Regions from separate parts of the Mus musculus genome. Here region 1 is linked to region 2. The links are chromatin contacts, called in public Hi-C maps. All regions are on one chromosome and are shown on one strand. Each heading gives the region's core, a stretch centred on a gene start, on an enhancer-like site or on the middle of the called end of the contact. The rest is flanking DNA. Distances are from core to core; before and after follow the strand shown. Region 1 holds the start of Brwd3 (bromodomain and WD repeat domain containing 3). Region 2 overlaps Brwd3 (bromodomain and WD repeat domain containing 3).

Region 1 (2,955 bases), core at 49-2,548, 69 kb before region 2:
GGATATGTTAAGTTTATGAATTGAATTAAATTTAATTCTATGCCCAATGTGGTTTAATCACCGAGCTCCCTGAGTCTGAAAACCAAACTCCCACTATAGCCATACATTAATGTGAACCTTCAAATTTGAGTATTTCAAAGCAAATAATGTACACAATTCAAATAGTACTTGTTTTCCCATCATGTTTTGTTTCTATGAATTCTGTTCAAAGTAACATCCTGAGAACGGGATGCTAAGAGAAATTGGGGAAGTGAACCAGTTTCCTCAAACTGTCAATTATTATACAAATCCTTTGATCAAATCAGCGCTGTGCTAAGAGTTAAAGTTATACATGAAAACAATTGTAGTCTCAAGGTAGTGGAAAAAAGACTTTTTGTCAACCGGAGTGGCGACACATGCCTGCCACATGAGCACTAGGGAAGCTGAGGCAGGAAGATTGACATGGAATTCCAGGGGAGCCTTGGATAGATACATAGTGACAGCAAGTCAGAGAATATCACTTCAAAGACAAACCAAACCAAACTATCATTTCTATCCAAATTTCAATGAATAGTTAAGAACTTTAAAAACGTTTTGGCAGAATTTCAAAACAGCGTTCCAACTTATCCTACAGGAATTGAGAAGAAAGAGCTTGTTGACCTTTTCAGAAGGGGGAAACGGCCTCCTCCTTAAAGTGTAAACTTCGCGCGCAATGTTTATCAGAATCAAGGGGAGACTTGATACTACTACAAGAAGTTTTCTAGAAGAATATTATTCCCTTGCTCATCAGGTAGGCGCAGCACTTTCTTTTGGCATGCTGTTCCTTGTTTGAAAACAAAACCTTGCAGTAGCTAGCGACTTTTTCTTGGGGTAGAGAAAGAACAAACAAACCAAATCCGTTCGGTGACCCAAGGTAAGCTAGATCATGTCAGTCCCTCGCCAGTTTCTCTTGATCATGTCTGGAGAGAGGTTCCCTCACCGGAAAGGGTCCGATTGCCCTTACAGGAAGGGTAAGCAACTCCGGAGCTCTAGGACGCCAACGCCACCACAGAGTTTGACGAAGATTGCCAGAGCGTCTGCCTGCATTTAGAACCTCTTCCTTGTTCTCTGGGCAGTAACTAGGCAACCCCAGGCCGGCTTAGCTGCTGGAACTAGGCGGCCGCCTTAGTGCCTCTGGCGGCCAGCCTGGAGCTTTGCAAGCGGCTCCCTTCCCTTTTCCCCCCTCCTTCTTTCTATGGCTCCACCCCTTTCCCCCCGCCCACCCCTCTCCCCCCGCCCACCCCTCGGCGACTTCAGCTCCTCCCTCTCCTTCTCTCTTGCTCTCCTTCCTCCTCCGCCTCCTCAGCTCTTGGGCTAGAATATCTATGGGTCGAAACGTGATGCGATGAATCCGAGAGAGACCGAAACTGGGACGAAGAGTGCGGCGGAAGCGGCGGGACTCCCAAGCATGGGGGCTTCACCACAATAGAGGCAGCGCCCCCACCCGCCCCCGCCAGCCCTCCTGAGCGAAGCCCCCAAACCCCCTCGGGAAAAGGATGGCGGCGGCACCTACCCAGATCGAAGCCGGTGGGTAGCTGAGCCGGGGGCAAAAGGGATGGGGGCTTTGCGCGACTGCTGTCAGATTTTTTTTAAAAAGCTTGTATCTCTTTTCCTTGCCTCTCTCTCAACGTCTCCCCCCACCCCCAACCCCTTCTTTAGAGCTGTATTACCTGATCGCAAGGTTCTTGCAGTCCGGACCCTGTAACAAATCCGCTCAGGTGAGAGGGAAAGGATATCTGGGAGTGTTGGGGAATGGTCCCATTGGGGAAATTGAGGCACTGGGTGAGCAGTGCAGTTGGAGGGTGAGGGAAAGGCCGGCCGCGATTACTCCTACAGTCAGCGGCTGTGTTGGAAGTGGGGAGGGAGGAATGGGTTGGCGCCCCAATCTGCTTTCACATCCCTGTGTCCCTCTTCCCCAGGTGCTAGTGCAAGAGCTCGAAGAGCATCAGGTATGGACCCCTTTTGGGAAGAGGTGGGGAGGGCTGGGGAGAACCTGGAGGAAGGGTAAGGTAGGTCAGGGGCCGAGGGCAGGGGCCCGGAGGGAGCCTTCGAGCTGGACACTTGGGGCTGTTGTCACTTGGGGTAAATCGGGTTCTTTGCTTAGAAGGGGCGGACAACGCAGGGGTCTAAACTCGCTGCCTTTTATTCCTGCGGGAGGTGTTTTTTCAGGATTTCCTTCCCTTTGGCCTGCCCCCCCCCACCCCCAACCCCCGGCACAGCGGCAGTAGCTGTCGGGACTGGAGAAATGAAAATGTTAAAGGGTCTAGGATTAGGCTCCAGGCTGGGTGCTGCTGCTGGGGAGCAGAGGCTTTTCCTTCACCCCCCCCCCTTTTCTTTTCCTCCGGCCCCCAGCTGATTCCGCGCCGCTTAGACTGGGAAGGGAAAGAGCACCGAAGAAGCTTCGAGGATCTGGTTAGTAAACTTTTCGTTTCAACTTAGCCCAACTCTTTTTCCACTCCCTCCCCACCTTGTGCCCCCAACCGCCCCTGGCCCTTCAGCCCTTAGAGCTCCCCGAGCCTGCTGTTCGGTGTTCGAAGGACTGCCCCTTCCCCCTCCCAGCGTGTCGGAAAGGGTACCTTGCCCTGCTCTAGCCTTGCTTATTTTCACCCCAAAACTTTGAAGAATGTGAGTTGGTTTTCAGAGGTGCTGTGTTGTGCTTTAGGACTGTGTTACAAACAGCGGAGAAGGCCCATTGTAGGGGGATAAGGGACAGAAACCAGGGGGTTATCTTGGGGCACGTACCAAGGACTGACGCTGGCCAATGACAGCGTTGGTAACAGCCCGGAGTTCCGGATTAGTGGAAGAAAACTGGTTTCTGGTTGGTCCTGGCTTGAAATACGGGAACTGAGGCCAGGCTTGGGTGTTTTTTTTTTTTTCTAGCTCTCTCTCTCTCTCTCTCTCTCTCTCTCTCTCTCTCTCTCTCTCTTTCTCCTTTTT
Region 2 (2,720 bases), core at 219-2,718:
TGAATTTCATAAAATTCAGTGTTATTCAGTAAGAACTTTCAGTTCCAGAGCTTATAAAGGAGTCTACTGTTCATGTAATCAGTTTTTAATTACAGTACTACTTACTACTTTGTCTAACTATTAAGCCCTTGTTATTTTGCCTAGAATAATCGTACTGAAAAACATTATTGTGCCTCAGAATGCTCCTTTTTAAATGTCCAATCAAACTGAGAAATTCTGGTTTGCCCATACTGCTTTTTATATGACCTTTCACAACTATATTGTGTGAGAGTGTGTGTGTGTGTGTGTGTGTGTGTGTGTGTGTGTGTGTGCGCGCGCGCGCGCATTATACTACTTTCCCTTAAAGAGAAATATTACATTTTAATACCTTACAATTTCACCTGGTATCTTGTACTTATATGTTTTGTCCATATTGAGTATTAGAATGAATATATAACAATGTGTTTAGTTTAGATCTTTAATTTATATGTTTTTTATTTTAGTAATGTTTAAATTGTTTTGCCATTTTGATTGATAGAGTATGTTCATGTATTTTTTGGTGCTTATAGAGTAAGACTTTATCCTTTCACCAGTTTGAAAGGTAAACTTCTAAACTATAGCATTGGTAAAATTGTGTTCTCTCCCAAATCTAATCCCCCCCTAGCTTTTGGTGCTCCTCAGAGTCCTTGGTGTTCCTCCTCCTGTGGCAGCATTACTTCAGTTTCTGTCCTACCTTCACATGGCAGTCTTCCCTCTAGCTCTCTCTGTATCCAACATTCTTATGGGGACAGTCACTAGTTTAGGGATCACCTACATCTGCTGTGAGGTCAAGTACTCTTCATTGAGTGATTGTATCTACAATGATAATATTTCCCCAGTAAGGTCCCAGATCTATGTGTGTGGCAAGGAGGGGAGGGCTGGGAGGGTGTTTGTGAGACTCTGTGTGTGTGTGTTCAGAGTCACAGCCAACCCCTGCATTTGAGAATGGAGAACTGACAACTTAGCATTGCATTGAGGACAAGGAGACGAGAACTTGCCTCAAGGGCTGTCACTGTGGCTGTAAGACCATAAGGGGCTCAGAGGGGAATTCATTTTCTTCAGTGGTCAGCTAGTGCTGACATGAACACTTACAACAGAACTCTCTCAATTTATCTTTAAAATTATTTCATTTAAATACTGTATGTTGTCATTTTTTTAGGCAGCTTCACTTTAGGAAAAAAATCATGATGGATGTACACAAAACTGGTTACATTTCAACAAATTGTTTAAGCTTATAAGTAGTATTCTAAATATCTACATTTTAAAGCATCATGGTACATAGTAGCTTTCCCTACAACACTTTCAAGAATGTTATGTTTTGGTTGATTCCCCCTCCCATTCTTATCTCTCACATCTTCCTGCCCTAATTCTCCCCTTGGACCCTTCCACTCTTAGTATTCATCTTTCTTCTTTAATGTCACAGGTGTCTTATTGCCCTCCCCTCCCCCTTCCTTGAGACCTGTTTTTCTCTCTCACAGGCTTCTCTTTTCTTCAGTTGACTTTTGCAGCTGCTTGGGAGGGAAAGACTGCATATAGTATTTAATGCAGTGTAAAAACAGCACAGGGGTAGGGTTGACTGAACATCATTTGATCAGGAAAAAGAATTTTTCATTGTGAGTATTTTATGTGTAATGTTAAAATAGAATATGATTGTGTGGTACATCATTTTCTGTTTCAGCTTATTTACTTTCGACAAGGACATGAAGCTTATGTGCGAGCTGTAAGGAAATCAAAAATCTATAGTGTTAATTTACAAAAACAGCCATGGAACAAAATGGATCTCAGGGTAAGTTTGCCTAGTAGGCAAGAATTCAATTGAAAGAGTTTGAGGATTAAGTTGCTTTAAGCTTTTTTTTCTGTGTCTCAGTTTCATGGATATTTTGGTGGTGGTGTATAACCAAAATTAATTATTGCATGCTGTTTTATAGAATGGACAATATATATTTCTTAAAATTTGTCTGCTAGGGTATAGTGCTTCATGCCTATAATCTTAAATGGTGGGAAACTGAAGGGGAATTGCTGGGAAGTGAAGCCAGCCTTGACTACAGAGTGAATTGCAAAGCAGCCTAACCTATATAGTGTGAGACTCAATATCAAACAATACAAAATAGAACAGTAATTTAAAAATAAATATGTTATGGGCCTAGAGAGAACACTCCATGGTTAAGAGCACTTACTGAGGACCTGAATTCAGTTCCCAGTACTCACGTGATGGCTTAGAACCATCAGTAACTCCAGTTCCAAGGGATCTGATGTCTGTGTCTGGCCCCCACAGTCAGCAGACATTCACACACGGTACCAACACACACTCAGGCAAAAAGCAGGCATACACATGAAATAAGTGTTAAAACAAGTTTTAGACTGTGTGTTCTCTTATTTGCCCCATTTTTCTGTAAGCTTTGGGTCCTCTTGTTTTTGCCATCCCTCAGCTTCAGAAATGCTGATATTTCCTCATTTTGAGTATTTTCCCTAGCAACAGTTGTGTACATTCCAGAATAAACCCTGTGAACTGCAGACATTCTCATGGCTCTCATAGTGAGGTTAAATATCAGAAAGCACAAGAAGCTTAGAGGCTTGTATTCTGTGGGATCATCTCTTAATATACGTACATTGCTTCATAACATCAAGTAAGATACAGTTATTTTATGTTGAAGAATTTGATGTCAGATACTATGAATTCATTCTTTGTCAGATATAAAATA

What was found. Hi-C and Micro-C count contacts between places; a contact is called where the count stands out from the background.
Region 1: a contact with region 2 is called in a Hi-C map of double positive thymocytes, with 2.3 times the contacts expected there. The contact joins the promoter of Brwd3 here to the enhancer-like site in region 2. A contact is called at or near these places in 10 of 484 Hi-C or Micro-C datasets (the AML12 cell line, the C10 cell line, Th1 cells and 5 more), 1 of 115 datasets of contacts at active chromatin or transcription factors (extraembryonic endoderm stem cells) and 2 of 9 other capture datasets (adipose tissue and pancreatic islet).

The regions. Positions count from the first base shown.
Region 1 is chrX:108,832,689-108,835,643 of GRCm38.p6, reverse strand. Brwd3 (bromodomain and WD repeat domain containing 3) reads left to right here and starts at 1,298. Exons shown (of 41, transcript NM_001081477.2): 1 at 1,298-1,545; 2 at 1,678-1,736; 3 at 1,938-1,967; 4 at 2,371-2,430. The coding sequence starts at 1,515. 2810403D21Rik (RIKEN cDNA 2810403D21 gene) reads right to left here and starts at 1,166. Exons shown (of 5, transcript NR_015493.2): 1 at 959-1,166.
Region 2 is chrX:108,764,214-108,766,933 of GRCm38.p6, reverse strand. Brwd3 (bromodomain and WD repeat domain containing 3) reads left to right here. Exons shown (of 41, transcript NM_001081477.2): 25 at 1,697-1,804. Among named protein-coding and RNA genes, the nearest start is that of Brwd3, 69 kb to the left of the region's middle. Within about 2 kb of position 1,468, at least 4 of the 459 cell types and tissues checked have an H3K27ac peak or open chromatin away from gene starts, as enhancers often do. A contact at or near this core is called in double positive thymocytes, where this site is marked.